2 separate regions of the Mus musculus genome follow, and region 1 is linked to region 2. Evidence: chromatin contacts called from public Hi-C data. All regions are on one chromosome and are shown on one strand. The core of a region is the stretch at or near the end of the contact, and the rest is flanking DNA. Distances in the headings are between cores, read along the strand shown.

Region 1 (6,300 bases), core at 2,067-4,566, 160 kb after region 2:
TTCCTAGAACTATTCCTGGAGCAGGGAAGAAATGAAACAGAAGGAAAGAAGAAAGAAAGCACAGTGCATGTTGGTGAGAAATTAACCTCTGCGGGCAACTGAGGGGTTACATTGGTTACCTGGGGACTGTGGGAGAAAGTGATGAAACTGGGCTCTTCATGCGCTAGTCTTCAACCATTATGATGAAGCTACTTCAGGGACATTTACTTTCCAATGTTGGTTGTCTGCTCTGGTCTGCTGTGTGCTGGTTGAGAATATTCCTGTAACCGAATAAAGGTGGAAAGGAGGGAGAAAGGGAGGGAAGTTAAGGGGAGAGAGGGAGAGAGAAAGAAGCAGAGAGACAGAAACAGTGACACATACACACAGACACACACAGACAGACACACACAGACACAGCACACACACACAGACACACACAGACACAGCACACACACAGACACACACACACACACACACACACACACACACACACACACACACAGAACAAAGGGAACAAGAAGGTCTTCTCAAGATGTCTGCTCTGGTGAGTATCGTTGGCAACCCTGGTAGGACAGCACTGGCCCCAGCTGCCCTCCTCCTGTGCAGGGGTCTGCCCCACTGATGCCCCATACCAAGTTCCTTTCAGTTGCCTTTTCACTTTTTAATGAAAAGCTTTTGAACGGATAAAGAAAACAAGGTGCATATGCGCAATGGAATTTACTTGGTGGTAATGAAAAATAAAGTACAAATTTTGTGGGAAAATTAGATGGGATTGGAAAACATTATGTTAAGTGAGGTGACCCAGCTATGGCAAGCTAATGGTTCATGTCTTGCATATGCAGATCCCGGCTTTGGGTTTTTATGTGTGTGCATTAACGTGGGAGCGAGTGTGTACATAGACCAGGGAACTAGAGCAGGGTCCATGAGAGGGGAGGGGTTTCCTGGTAGTAGGAAGGGAGTCGAAGATGTATGATATGAAAGAAGGAGGTGGAATGCTGGGGATGGGATTGTTTAGGTGGGGGCGGGGCAGACAGAGGAGGAAAGGATGGGGATGCTGCAGGGTGATGGCTGGGCCTGCTGGTAATGACTACATCTGGAGTTAACTAAAATCCGAGGTTGGGGCCGCCAGTGAGGGATTTTTTTTTTTCCCTAAAATCATTTGAAATGTGAAGACCCACTTTTAATCTAGATCTTCTGAGTTGGGGAAATCCACCTTTAATCTGGGCCACACCTTCGAGTGGCAGCCATAAAGGATGTGGGAGAAGGAAGATTCTGCTCTTTGCCTGCTAGCCCTCAGTCTCACTGGCAAGCCCATTTCTTCAGTGGCATCAGAGCCCACGTCTTTGAGATTCTAGTGTGTGCCCCAAACCAGCAGAGACATTCAGTCCTGCGTATTCACCAAGAACTGAGTTCTTGGACCTTACGTTGGTAGACAGCTCTTGTTGGACCACAGTCTGTAAGCCACTCTAATAAATCATACATCTATGTCTACACACACACACACACACACACACACACACACAAACACACACAAACACACACAAACACAAAAACACACTTATTTTATAAGTTCTGTTCTCTTCAGAACCCCAATAATACGTTTGGCTCAAACTAAGAGTACATGAAAAGCTGACACTTAGCAAGCTAATGAAAAGATAAAATTAGTAGCAGAGAGATGGCTCAGGGGTTAAGCACACTGGCCACTCTTGAAGAATTCCCTTTCCAGCACCAGTGTCAGGCAGCTCACAGCAACTTGTAACTCCAGCTCCTGGGGATCTCACCCTCTTCTGGACTCTGAAGGCACCCACCCACATGTACACACATCCCATCCGCCGACGTGAAACTAGATTGGAGATGCCACGCATAGGCGGGTAATGCTGTCCCCAGAAGCTACGGGTTCTGAGATGAAAACCACAGTGTCAGGGGCAGGCTACCTTCTAGGCCCCCCAAAACAATAAGACGATTGGCAGGGCTGTTGGCTGCCCAGCAGAGCTAGACGGTACGATTGTGGCTGCTGCTGGGAAGACTGAGGAGATGGGCAGGACTGAGAAGGGGACAGACTGTCTTCCCCAGGGAAGAGCACACCAGTTGGTTATCTATACCAAGTGGTCAGCTCTGAAAATACAGACAAGTAACATTATAGAGAGCAGGATGCATTTGTATATGTATAGCTGTAACTAACTATATAAGACCTGAACAGGATCAGGCCCTTGGACATCCTGTCATGGGCGAGGGACTCGCAAGGCCCCCTCTCTTTCTCAGGATCAGATACTTAATGGTCGCTGGAAGAAGAAGAGGTATTTAGGTTTTCTTCAACGGTAAGGCACTCATGTTCCTGGAAGCAACCCAAAGAAACCCATTGGGTCACACACACAAATATGTGCATTCACACACATGCATATGTGCATGCACAGACATGCATGTGATTATAATCTCAAAAATAAAACAACAACAACAACAAACCCTTGTAGGCCAAAATGTCCCTCTTCCCTTACAAAACTGGAAGATATCAGCAGGAATAGGAACAGAAGAGAGAGAGATGGGGGTAACTGTGATCAAAATTCATTATATATGCATATGAAAATGTCATGATGAAGCCCATTATTATGTATGATTAATGTGTTAATAAAAACATAAAAAGAACCTTATAAAATCCTTATTAGGATTCTCCAGAGAAGCAGAGCCAACGGGATAAATTATATCCTCTGTACATTATAGGTATGTATACATGTAAATGTAATACACAGATATATGAGAGAGATTTATTTTAAGGATCTGTCTTACACCTTTTGGGAGCTAAGTCCAAAATCTGTAGTGATGACAAGCAAACTGGTTGGATATTCAGGTGAGAGCGGATTCTGTAGTCATGAGTCTGAACCTCACAGGGCAGCAGATGGAAATTAAAGCAGGGCTTATTTTGTGTGTGTGTGTGTGTGTGTGTGTGTGTGTGTGTGTGTGTGTGTGTTTGTGTCTGTGTGTCTCTATGTGTGTCTGTGTGTGTGTGTCTCTATGTGTCTGTGTGTCTCTATGTGTCTGTGTGTGTCTCTGTATGTCTCTGTGTGTGTGTGTGTCTGAGTGTGTGCGTGCACGAGCCTGCGTAAGTAGAGACCAGAGATCAACACTGAGTGTCTTCCTCCTTGTTTTTTTGAGGCAGCCTTTCTCACTGATTCCAGCTCTTTCGCTGGCGGGTGAGTGCCAGGGACCTGCCTATCTGCAGCGGCCAGTTAGGTACCACCACACCCAGATTTTTATGTGTGTGCTGAGGATCTGAACTCAAGATGAGAGGCCAAACCTACTTAGGGGGGGAAAAAACACAGAAAAGACAGTTTAAAGAGCGGAAGCAGCAGACTTATGACCTGACAAAGATCCTGTTGACAGCCACGGCTGGACTGAATCAGAAGTCTGTAAGAGATGCCCGAAACAGATGGCTTCCAGAAAAAGAGATAAGGGGGCCCCTAAAGATAAAACGCCTCCACTTGAGAAAGAACCAATGTGCTTTTTATAAGAAAGAGGGTCACTGGGCTAGATAATGCCCCAAGAAGAAAAAGCCTATTCAAACCATCACCTTAAAAGATGCCCAGGGTAGCCCTAAAAATAGAGGGGAAACCCACCAGCTTCCTTGTTGATCATAGAGCCAAATATTCTGTCTTGCTAGAACCTAAAGATAAAGTCTGTCCAACAGTTTATGAGTCATCTCTTGGTGACAGCAGAAACCAACCAACCAAAAAAAAAAATGCCTAGATGAGAGCCAGGAGCCTCTGCCAACCACAGGCAACCTCCCTAAACCTGGGAGAAACATATTAAGAGAAAGTCAGAGGTGGTTCTCCAAGGCCAGAGAGGAATTTCTTTTTTTTTTAATATTTTATTTATTTATTTATTTATCTATCTATCTATCTATCTATCTATCTATCTATCTATCTATCTATTTATTTATTATATGTAAGTACACTATAGCTGTCTTCAGACACTCCAGAAGAGAGCATCAGATTTTGTTACAGATGGTTGTGAGCCACCATGTGGTTGCTGGGATTTGAATTCGAGACCTTTGGAAGAGCAGTTGGCGATCTTAACCACTGAGCCATCTCACCAGCCCCAGAGAGGAATTTCTACACCAGCTTTGGGATTGCCAGAAGTGACTAAACCTTTCGATCTCTTTGTGGATGAGAGATCTGAGACCCCGTTGCTAGATGCTACCCCACCCCTGTTTGCACATCATTACACTCATTGTCCTCCTGGTTAAGGATACTGACAAACTGTCACTGGGCCAAAGCCTGACCATCACCAATGCCAGAATGACTCATTACCTGTCTCTCCTCTTAAATCCCCCTAAGATAACCTTTCAGGCCCCAGCTGCCATAAGCCTAGCTACTCTGTCCCCTGCCTCAGACCTTGACAGGCTCCTACATGACTACTCAGACATTTTGGCCCACATCCATGGGGCCAAACCAGATTTTCAGGATAGCCCCTTGATGGATGCAGAGGTAACATGGTTCACCAGTGGTAACAGCTTCATTCTGGGCGGACAGAGATATGCTGGGACAGCAATGGTCTCAAACACCGAGATCATATGGGTAGAGCCACTTACTTGAAGCTAGAAGGTCATCCCAGAAAGCTGAACTGATAGCTCTAACCAAAGCATTGGAACTGAGAAAAGACAAAAGACGTGGAGAGCCAGTGTGACTCATGTCCATGGGGCTAGTTATAGAGACAGAGGCCTTCTGACAGCAGAAAGAAAGACTATCAAAAATAAAAAGGAAATCCTCTCCCTACTAAGGGTTCTTTGGGGTCCTAAAAGCTGGCCGTCATTCACTTCTCAGGATACCAGAGAGGGAAGGACCCAGTTTCAGAGGATAACAACAGATAAAGCAGCCCGACACACTGCCCAGAAATCAGACCTCTCCTGCTCCTGACTTCTCTGGATCTGGGGGATCCTATGCTCCCTGACCACCCTAAGCATACAAAAGAGGACATAATCTGGACTAGGAATTCTCCTATGTCCTAATGTTATGCAGATGGTGGAGAACAACAGATTATAACTCATTGTGGCAGGAAAATGAGACTACACATACTTCCGAAGATCCACCGCTCTCCCAACATGGGCATCTGGAAAACATGACATACCAATATCAAGAATTAGAGATGCCAACTCAAAGATAGCTGAGATGGTCAAGAACTATAAAGCCTACCAGTTAGCTAACATGGTGACTAATAGAAAGAACCCCGGTGATAGATTCAGAGACACAACGCCTAGAGCCTACTGAGAGATGTCACAGAGATAAAACCAGAAAAATGTAGATATAAATATTTACTGGTGTCTATAGAAACCTTTCCAGGTTGGACTGAGGCTTTCCCCGTCAAACATCAAACTACATCGATAGTGACAAAGAAACTCTTAAAGGACATACTGCCAAGGTATTCTCAGATGATAGGGTCAGACCAGGTAAGTCAGGGACCAGCCAGTATTCTAGAGATTGATTAAAAAACTGTATTGTACGTACAGACCCCAGAGCTCAGGACAGGTAAAAAAGATAAACAAGACTCCAAAAGAGACTTTAACTAAGTTGACCTAAGAGACTGACAATGACTGAATAACTCTTTTCTTTTCACTGTCTACTGGGTATGAAACTTCCCTCACCAGATGGGACTCACCCCTTTTGAAATCATGTTCGGGATACAGGGTTCCTCTGTGTAGTCCTGGCTGTCCTGGAACTCGCTCTGTAGAACAGGCTGTCCTCAAACTCAGAAATCCACCTGCCTCTGCCTCCCAAGTGCTGGCATTACAGGCATGCGCCACCACTGCCCGGCTCCCATTATTCTTAACACACAGGCCGAGGTCATCACTGAATTTGAGGATGGCCAGTTGCTGGACAATCTCAAAGATGTCCAAGGATCTCATAAACATATTTGGCCTAAACTTCTGTGTTCTCTATGAAACAGGTCCCCCTCCAGCAGGGGCCATTAGAGCCTAGTTGAAAAGGTTCCTATGCTATCATCTTGACCACACTCACAGCTCTGAAGGTCGATGTGATTACATTGTAGACCTACAACACCCATTTATAGTTAAAGATGACCCCCGACCAACAGGAGAAAATTCAGCCTCAGGACTCCCCTCTATCTCCCACTGATGGGGGCCCTACCCAAACCCCAGGGACACCACAAGGATTGGACAATGACAACTGTGACCCCCTCTAAAATATGATGGTCAGGTCCTTTCAGGTCACCAATACATCCAGGCCTGAGTTAACTGAGTCATGGAAACACAGCCCTGTTCCTGGTTGTTTTCATGGGCTTAGTTAATACTACCAGTCCCTAACAAAGCCC
Region 2 (6,679 bases), core at 1,867-4,366:
TCGAGGGCTCTGGGGAGGCCCGAGGGGGCAGCCGCTCTAGGGAGGGTACCATGGAACTCCGAACTACTCCTAAGCTGAAAGTAATGGGGCAGGGCAGGGGCAATGGAGACCCTGGAGGCGGAGATGGGGGCAAGACGGAGAAAGACAGTCAAGAATGGTAGACAAGACCCTAAACCCCACCTTGGGGCTCCCCTACCACTTTTCATTGTGTTCCCAGAGCTCTGGAGTACTTGAGGACCCTTCTCTGATTGCAGTTTGAGTTTGGCTGAATAAGGATTTCTCTATCTGAACCTGATTCCTCCAAACCATGGCATTGTGAGGGTGACTGTGGCCTATGTTCAAAATTTGTGCTTACAGTACAGCCTGGATCCGTGTACCAACACTATTTACACGTTGCCAGTAGCTATTCTTGTGAAATACCCTGGGAAGCCATTCGCTGATGGCTTAAGTGTGCTCCTGGAGTGTACTGAAGCTCTCTCAAGCTCTACCAAGACAGGTCAGGACTGGATGGTGTCAGCCTTCAGCGGCTTTCTGTCCTGCCTCCCCATCCAGGTCGTCTGCCTCCCCAGGCCTATCTGGAGAACCACTTTAGAGTTTGGATGGGGGTGGATAAAATCTATTCTTAGAAGCATTTAGGAGGAAGAAACTGGCCTACGAGCAGGGAAGGAAGTCTGTGTAGCGTGAAGGGAAAGTGTTCCTGCTTGACTGGTGGTTGGCACTGAGACAAAAGCACATGGCTGGATGGGGGTGCAGGAACCTGGGACCCCAATACTTAACACTTCCCTCTGACCCTGGGCTCATCCTTGCATACCCCCTATAAACCACCAGGCCTACGAAGAAACCCAGGAGCCAGAGGTTGCTTTAAAAGGGGAAGTTTGAAGATTGTTTTTTTTTTTTTTCTTTTTTTCTCCTGAGACAGGGTTTCTCTGTGTAGTCCTGGCTGTCCTGGAACTCACTCTGTAGATCAGGCTGGCCTCGAACTCAGAAATCTGCCTCCCAAGTGCTGGAATTAAAGGTGTGCGCCACCACGTGTGGGGAATGGCAGGGGTATCTGGAAAACTGAAAGCCATGCACAGGAAGGCAGTGCCTTCCCTTTCTCCGTCTTTTCTTCCTGTTGTTGATGTTCCTCACCCTTCTCTATTACTTCTAGCCTCCATCTTTTGGAATCTCTTTATTATCAGATCTAAAACCTGAATGACCCCTTTGATTAGGGGGAAAGTAGAATGCAAGGTTTTTGGGTTTTGGTTGTTGTTGTTTTTTTTTTTTTGTTTTTTCCTTTAAGGAGCATCATGGCTGCACACACAACCAGTCCATCCTAGTTGGCTCAGACCATTCTTCCTAGCCCTCAGAATTCCTGTTCCCACATGCATCAGTCCCCAGCAAACTGAGACAGCTGACCTCCCAAGTGGCTACTCTGGGCTCTACTTCAATGGTATTTCTCACCCTTCAGGCAGAGGCCGACACACACACACACAAAAAGGAAACTCAGTCTCCAGGGTCATGCTACAAACACCAAAACCAGGGTTGACGTGACTTCTGAATCAGGGAGGAAGTGTGCTTAGCATGCCTAGGCTCTGGAGGAGGAGGGAAGATGGCTTCCCAAGGAAGATGGAGTGGGGAGAAAGTGCAAAGATAACCCACTGTCCGCTAGGAAGGGCCGTGGGTGACCCTGGAGCTCTGAACCCAAAGCTTTATTCTGAAACACAGAGTCCGTCCTGTCCTGGTGCTCTGGAGCAGAGGTTCCTGACCTTCCTCTGCTGTCTACTCTCCACCTTACACACCCCATGTGGTCAGAGAGATCCTTCCTCAACTCTGCCCTCTGTTTTTGCTGTGGTTTCAGCTCCCCTTTTCATCATATCCTCTGCTTGACAGTTACTGGGCCAATGCTGATCTGGCTTTTCTCAACTGACAGCAGGTGAGGGCACTGGGGGACAAAAGGGACATCAGTGATCACCATTATGCTGCTTTGCCTAAGAAGTGACAGAGTGAAAGACAAACAGAAAGGCCCGTGCAGACTGGAGGGCTGTGTTCTTGGTGCTACGGGACACTTCAAAGAGAGCCAGCATCCTTTCTTTTGTCGAGGGGAGTAGAAGGCTGTGGTGGCTTTACAAATTCTTAGATGCTCTTGTGGTAGGGCTGGAGGGAGGTAGGGCTGCTGGCCCTGAGCCATCCTGTCTCTTCTTCATTCTCAGTATCCCCTAGCTTAGCCCACATTCTCCCTGTCAGAGTTGAAACCAGACGGTACAAGGCTGTAGGGATACAGGAAAGAAGTGTGGATTCTTGCCTAGATCCCAGAAGGAAAGTCCACCAGGGCTGCTAAATGGCCTGGGTAAGGTAAGGGGAAGACATCCGTATTTTGTGTCATGAAGGAGATCAATTAGACTTTGATGTCTCTCATAAAGAATGGAGAATTGGTTAACCTGGAACGGGCAGTGCTGGATGTGGCTTGTCTCTTATAGCCACACCACAGTTGTGGTCTGACCTGCCTGAAGTCAAGATTAGGTTGTGGTTCTCTTCTTTCATTTTTTCACATTCTCATTGATATTCTTTCTCTTTGTAACCCTCCTCCTCCTCTCTCTCTCTCTCTCTCTCTCTCTCTCTCTCTCTCTCTCTCTCTCCTCTCTCCCATATAGCCTAGGGTGGCCTTGACCCCAATATGCTGTTTTTAATACCATGATACCCTAACTCACAACAATACACAGAACATAGGCGGTCAACCTAATCTAAAAGCGCATTAATCAAAAAACTACAGCATGTGCAGGTTGTTAATGTGAAGTACAAAGATAATATTTTTAAAATCAGCAGTCTCAATCTTAGCCTTCTCCCTTGCTTCCTTCTCCTACAATTCAATCCGTAACTTTGCTCACTCCTCCTGTCTAGACCTGCACTTTTAGACCACACCCCAAGCCAAGTCACTCCTGGCACCCCTCTTTCCTACTTCACTGCCCCTTTCTGGCTACTACTCACTTAGCCCCACCCAAAGAGTCTTCCTCTCTTTTGGACTGCGTTGGAACACAGACTGTCCCACCCCAACAGTGAAGGGAGGTGTGGGGGTTTTCAGCCTCACCCTCAGGAAGATGCTCCCCCGCCCCGCCTCCTTTGCTCTGCTCTGTGGTACTTCCTCTCTGGCTGACTTAGCTGACAGACCTAGAAGTGGGACCAGGACCCTGGCACTAAGACAGATTCAAGGATTGTATATCCAACAACTAGACAAGACATTACCTTCTGATCAGCATCAGGGAAACCCTGTAAGTATCCTAGGAATGATATGGTGTGTGTGTGTGTGTGTATTTGAATATGTTTATGTGTATGTGTGTGAGTATGTCAGTATGGTGTGTGTGTTTATGTATGCGTCAGTGTGTTGTGTGTGAGAGAGTCAGTATGGTGTCTGTGTGTGTGTGTGTGTGTGTGTGTGTGTGTGTGGTGTGTGTGTATGTGTGTGTGAGTGTGTTTATGTGTGTGTGTGAATGTATGTCAGTATGTTGTGTGTGTTTATGAATGTGAGTGTCAGTGTGTTATGGGTGAGTATGTATGTGAGTGTGTGTGTGTGTGTGAGTGTGTGTGTGTGTGTGTGAGTATGGTGTGTGTGTTTGAGTGTGTATGTGAATGTCAGTGTGTTGTGGGTGAGTGTGTGTGTGTGTCAGTATGGTGTGTGTGTCAATTATAACTTGAAGAGATGGTGAGACAGAATCCCCAAAGAAAGCCCGACCTCTGTAAAGGGATGGTTCTTGTCCATTAACTCTTCCCTGCCCTGCTCTTCCTGGTGCCCCATGGTCAGCTCTAGAGAGTGTGGGTAGGTGACTGGAGAAAGTGGACAGTGGCCTCTTGGGAGATAGAGGAGTTAGCCTTTCAAGGCGTGCACAGTGCTGAGGAAAGTCTCCCAGCCTGGTGCTGGGTTCCAGGCTCTCTTAAGGAAACGAGTGTGAAGGGTTTTGGAAATACTGCTGTTGCTGTACATTTTGCAACTGGGTCTGAAGCAAAGAAGGGGCCCCACAGCCTGGTTAGGAAATTAGTCTTTCTATTCAACCAGGCGCCTTTAAGACAATGAGGTTGGCAGGGCGTGGTGGTGCACGCCTTTAATCCCAGCACTTGGGAGGCAGAGGCAGGCAAATTTCTGAGTTCGAGGCCAGCCTGGTCTACAGAGTGAGTTCCAGGACAGCCAGGACTACACAGAGAAACCCTGTCTCAAAAAACCAAAAAAAAAAAAAAAAAAAAAAAAAAAAAAAAAAAGAGCAATGAGGTTGACAGTGATGGGGTGACATATTTTGAAGGTGCCTCTGAAACTTCTGATTTTGGAGACCAGAGTACTCCATGCTAGTTTGATGTGGCTGGGGGTCAAGAATCCTTTGGCTTTCCCCTCATGGGTGTGTCCACTTTCACTCTCTAGGTCCTTTTGATGGCTGCAAACACTACATCTCCTGCAGCACCTTCTTCTCCTGGTGGCATGTCCCTGTCTCTGTTGCCCATTGTTCTACTGTCTGTGGCCCTGGCTGTGGGGCTTCCTGGCAATAGCTTTGTAGTGTGGAGCATCCTGAAAAGGATGCAGAAACGCACGGTCACCGCCCTGCTGGTGCTGAACTTGGCCCTGGCCGACTTGGCTGTGTTGCTCACTGCTCCCTTTTTCCTCCACTTTCTGGCTCGAGGCACCTGGAGTTTTAGAGAGATGGGTTGCCGCCTGTGCCACTATGTCTGTGGAATAAGCATGTATGCCAGTGTCCTGCTTATAACCATCATGAGTCTGGACCGATCACTGGCAGTGGCCCGCCCCTTTATGTCCCAAAAGGTTCGTACTAAGGCCTTTGCCCGATGGGTGCTGGCAGGCATCTGGGTGGTGTCTTTTCTGCTGGCCATACCGGTCCTTGTGTACCGTACAGTAAAATGGAACAACAGGACTCTGATCTGCGCTCCGAACTATCCCAACAAAGAGCATAAAGTCTTCCATCTGCTCTTCGAAGCCATCACGGGCTTCCTGCTGCCCTTCCTAGCGGTGGTGGCCAGCTACTCTGACATCGGGCGCAGGCTGCAGGCTCGGCGCTTCCGCCGTAGTCGCCGCACCGGCCGCCTGGTGGTGCTCATTATCCTGGCCTTCGCCGCCTTCTGGCTGCCTTACCACCTGGTGAACCTGGTGGAAGCCGGCCGCACAGTGGCCGGCTGGGACAAGAACAGCCCTGCGGGGCAGCGTCTGAGGCTGGCCCGCTATGTGCTCATCGCGCTGGCCTTCCTGAGCAGCAGCGTGAACCCGGTGCTGTACGCGTGCGCGGGCGGCGGCCTGCTGCGTTCGGCGGGCGTGGGCTTCGTGGTCAAGCTACTGGAGGGCACTGGCTCGGAGGTGTCCAGCACCCGCCGCGGGGGCACTCTGGTCCAGACCCCGAAGGACACACCTGCCTGTCCTGAGCCTGGCCCCACCGACAGCTTCATGACTTCCTCCACCATTCCTGAGTCTTCGAAGTGAACTGCAGTAGGCTGGGTTATGACACAACTCATAACTCTGGCCTGACCCACTTCTGTACCTGGAGGAGAACATGTTGGGGACTGGGCTTAAGCGGAAGAGAGGGAGGGGTGGGGCAAGTCAGGGCAGAGAGACAGGATGCTCTGGCCTGGCTTCTGCAGGCAGCTTCACGATTAAAACTAAAGTCTGAAATCGGCTAAGCCTGTGAGTGAGGTGTGTATTGTGGGGATACTGAAAGGTTTATTGGTCTTAGAGAGGGACCACTCTGGTGGAGTCCCTCTCAACAGTTCCTTAGTTCCCTGTGATTGACAATTTTCGAAGGGACACATGGGCCGATATAGCCCTATGTTCCTAATTCTGAAATAGGTCACCTACATCCCGCTTAGAGAAGCACACTACTTACTCCTAAAGGAGTTTGTTATAAGAACTCGCTGTGTGAGATCATCACTCCAGAGTCATGACTCAGGGCCCTTCTGAGAAAACCAGCTCTTGTGAAATGTCTTTGCTGGCATTCCCGGTAAGTAGCCTTGATTGTTCAAACCTAACTTCCTGCCTTGTCTTCGAGGCAGTGGTCTTCATCCTCTCAGCAGAGTCCTGGGAGATGGTTTTTCTTCTCCCCATCTCCCAAGGAAGTCTTGCTGGGGACTCTGGTCATCAGATGCTATCATCTAGAATTCTGGGGCATCAGTATCTGCCATCTTTCAGAAGCAAACCCCAGTAAAACAAGATTCCCCCCAGAAAGAGAGGCCTAGGAAGACGGCTTGGGAGGAAACGGTGCTGCATCCGGAGGCTACAGATGCTCGGAGACATTTTATTGAGGATCTTCGAAGAGGGGAGCTCAGGTGCCTAGGATGCTGAGGGAGATCCGGTCCGCGTCAGGTCTGTGTTCAGGAAGTAGGTACAGAGTTCCCCTTTGCCTTTGACCTTGATGCTGCCTCTGCTATAGCACGTGTAACCCAGGGACTGCAGGGCCCGCGCTGTCTCCTCAGTCACCTGCAATTGGAAGAGGGGTGGGTAAGGGAGTGTAGAGGGGCCTTAGCCTTGTCCCCTCCCCTCATGCCTCCAACGTGATTCTCACTTGGATCTTGCCGAGAACGCCTGTGCTCTCCATTCGGCTGGCCACATTCACTGTGTTCCCCCAGATGTCGTACTGTGGCTTCTGCGCCCCAATCACCCCTGCTACTACTGGTCCGTGGTTCAACCCTGATAAGAAATGCAGGCTTTGGTGGG

The links. Hi-C and Micro-C count contacts between places; a contact is called where the count stands out from the background.
Region 1: a Hi-C map of the G1E-ER4 cell line shows a contact between it and region 2, with 2.2 times the contacts expected there. The contact joins the enhancer-like site here to the promoter of Ltb4r1 in region 2. A contact is called at or near these places in 17 of 39 promoter capture datasets (the 3T3-L1 cell line, 3T3-L1-derived adipocytes, the HPC-7 cell line and 11 more), 2 of 15 datasets of contacts at CTCF or cohesin (the NIH/3T3 cell line and embryonic stem cells), 75 of 484 Hi-C or Micro-C datasets (B cells, the C2C12 cell line, CD4 T cells and 41 more), 5 of 115 datasets of contacts at active chromatin or transcription factors (embryonic basal ganglia, embryonic stem cells, fibro-adipogenic progenitors and 1 more) and 5 of 9 other capture datasets (adipose tissue, embryonic stem cells, liver and 2 more).

The regions. Positions count from the first base shown.
Region 1 is chr14:55,919,370-55,925,669 of GRCm38.p6, forward strand. No RefSeq gene overlaps it. Among named protein-coding and RNA genes, the nearest start is that of Cma1, 22 kb to the right of the region's middle. Within about 2 kb of position 3,317, at least 14 of the 459 cell types and tissues checked have an H3K27ac peak or open chromatin away from gene starts, as enhancers often do. A contact at or near this core is called in the G1E-ER4 cell line, the HPC-7 cell line and the N1E-115 cell line, where this site is marked.
Region 2 is chr14:55,762,846-55,769,524 of GRCm38.p6, forward strand. Ltb4r1 (leukotriene B4 receptor 1) reads left to right here and starts at 3,117. Exons shown (of 2, transcript NM_008519.2): 1 at 3,117-3,248; 2 at 4,388-5,647. The coding sequence starts at 4,397. The coding sequence ends at 5,452. Ltb4r2 (leukotriene B4 receptor 2) reads left to right here. Exons shown (of 2, transcript NM_020490.2): 2 at 1-384. The coding sequence ends at 161. It overlaps Adcy4 (adenylate cyclase 4), which reads right to left. Exons shown (of 26, transcript NM_001361604.1): 25 at 6,528-6,652; 26 at 6,213-6,442. The coding sequence ends at 6,296.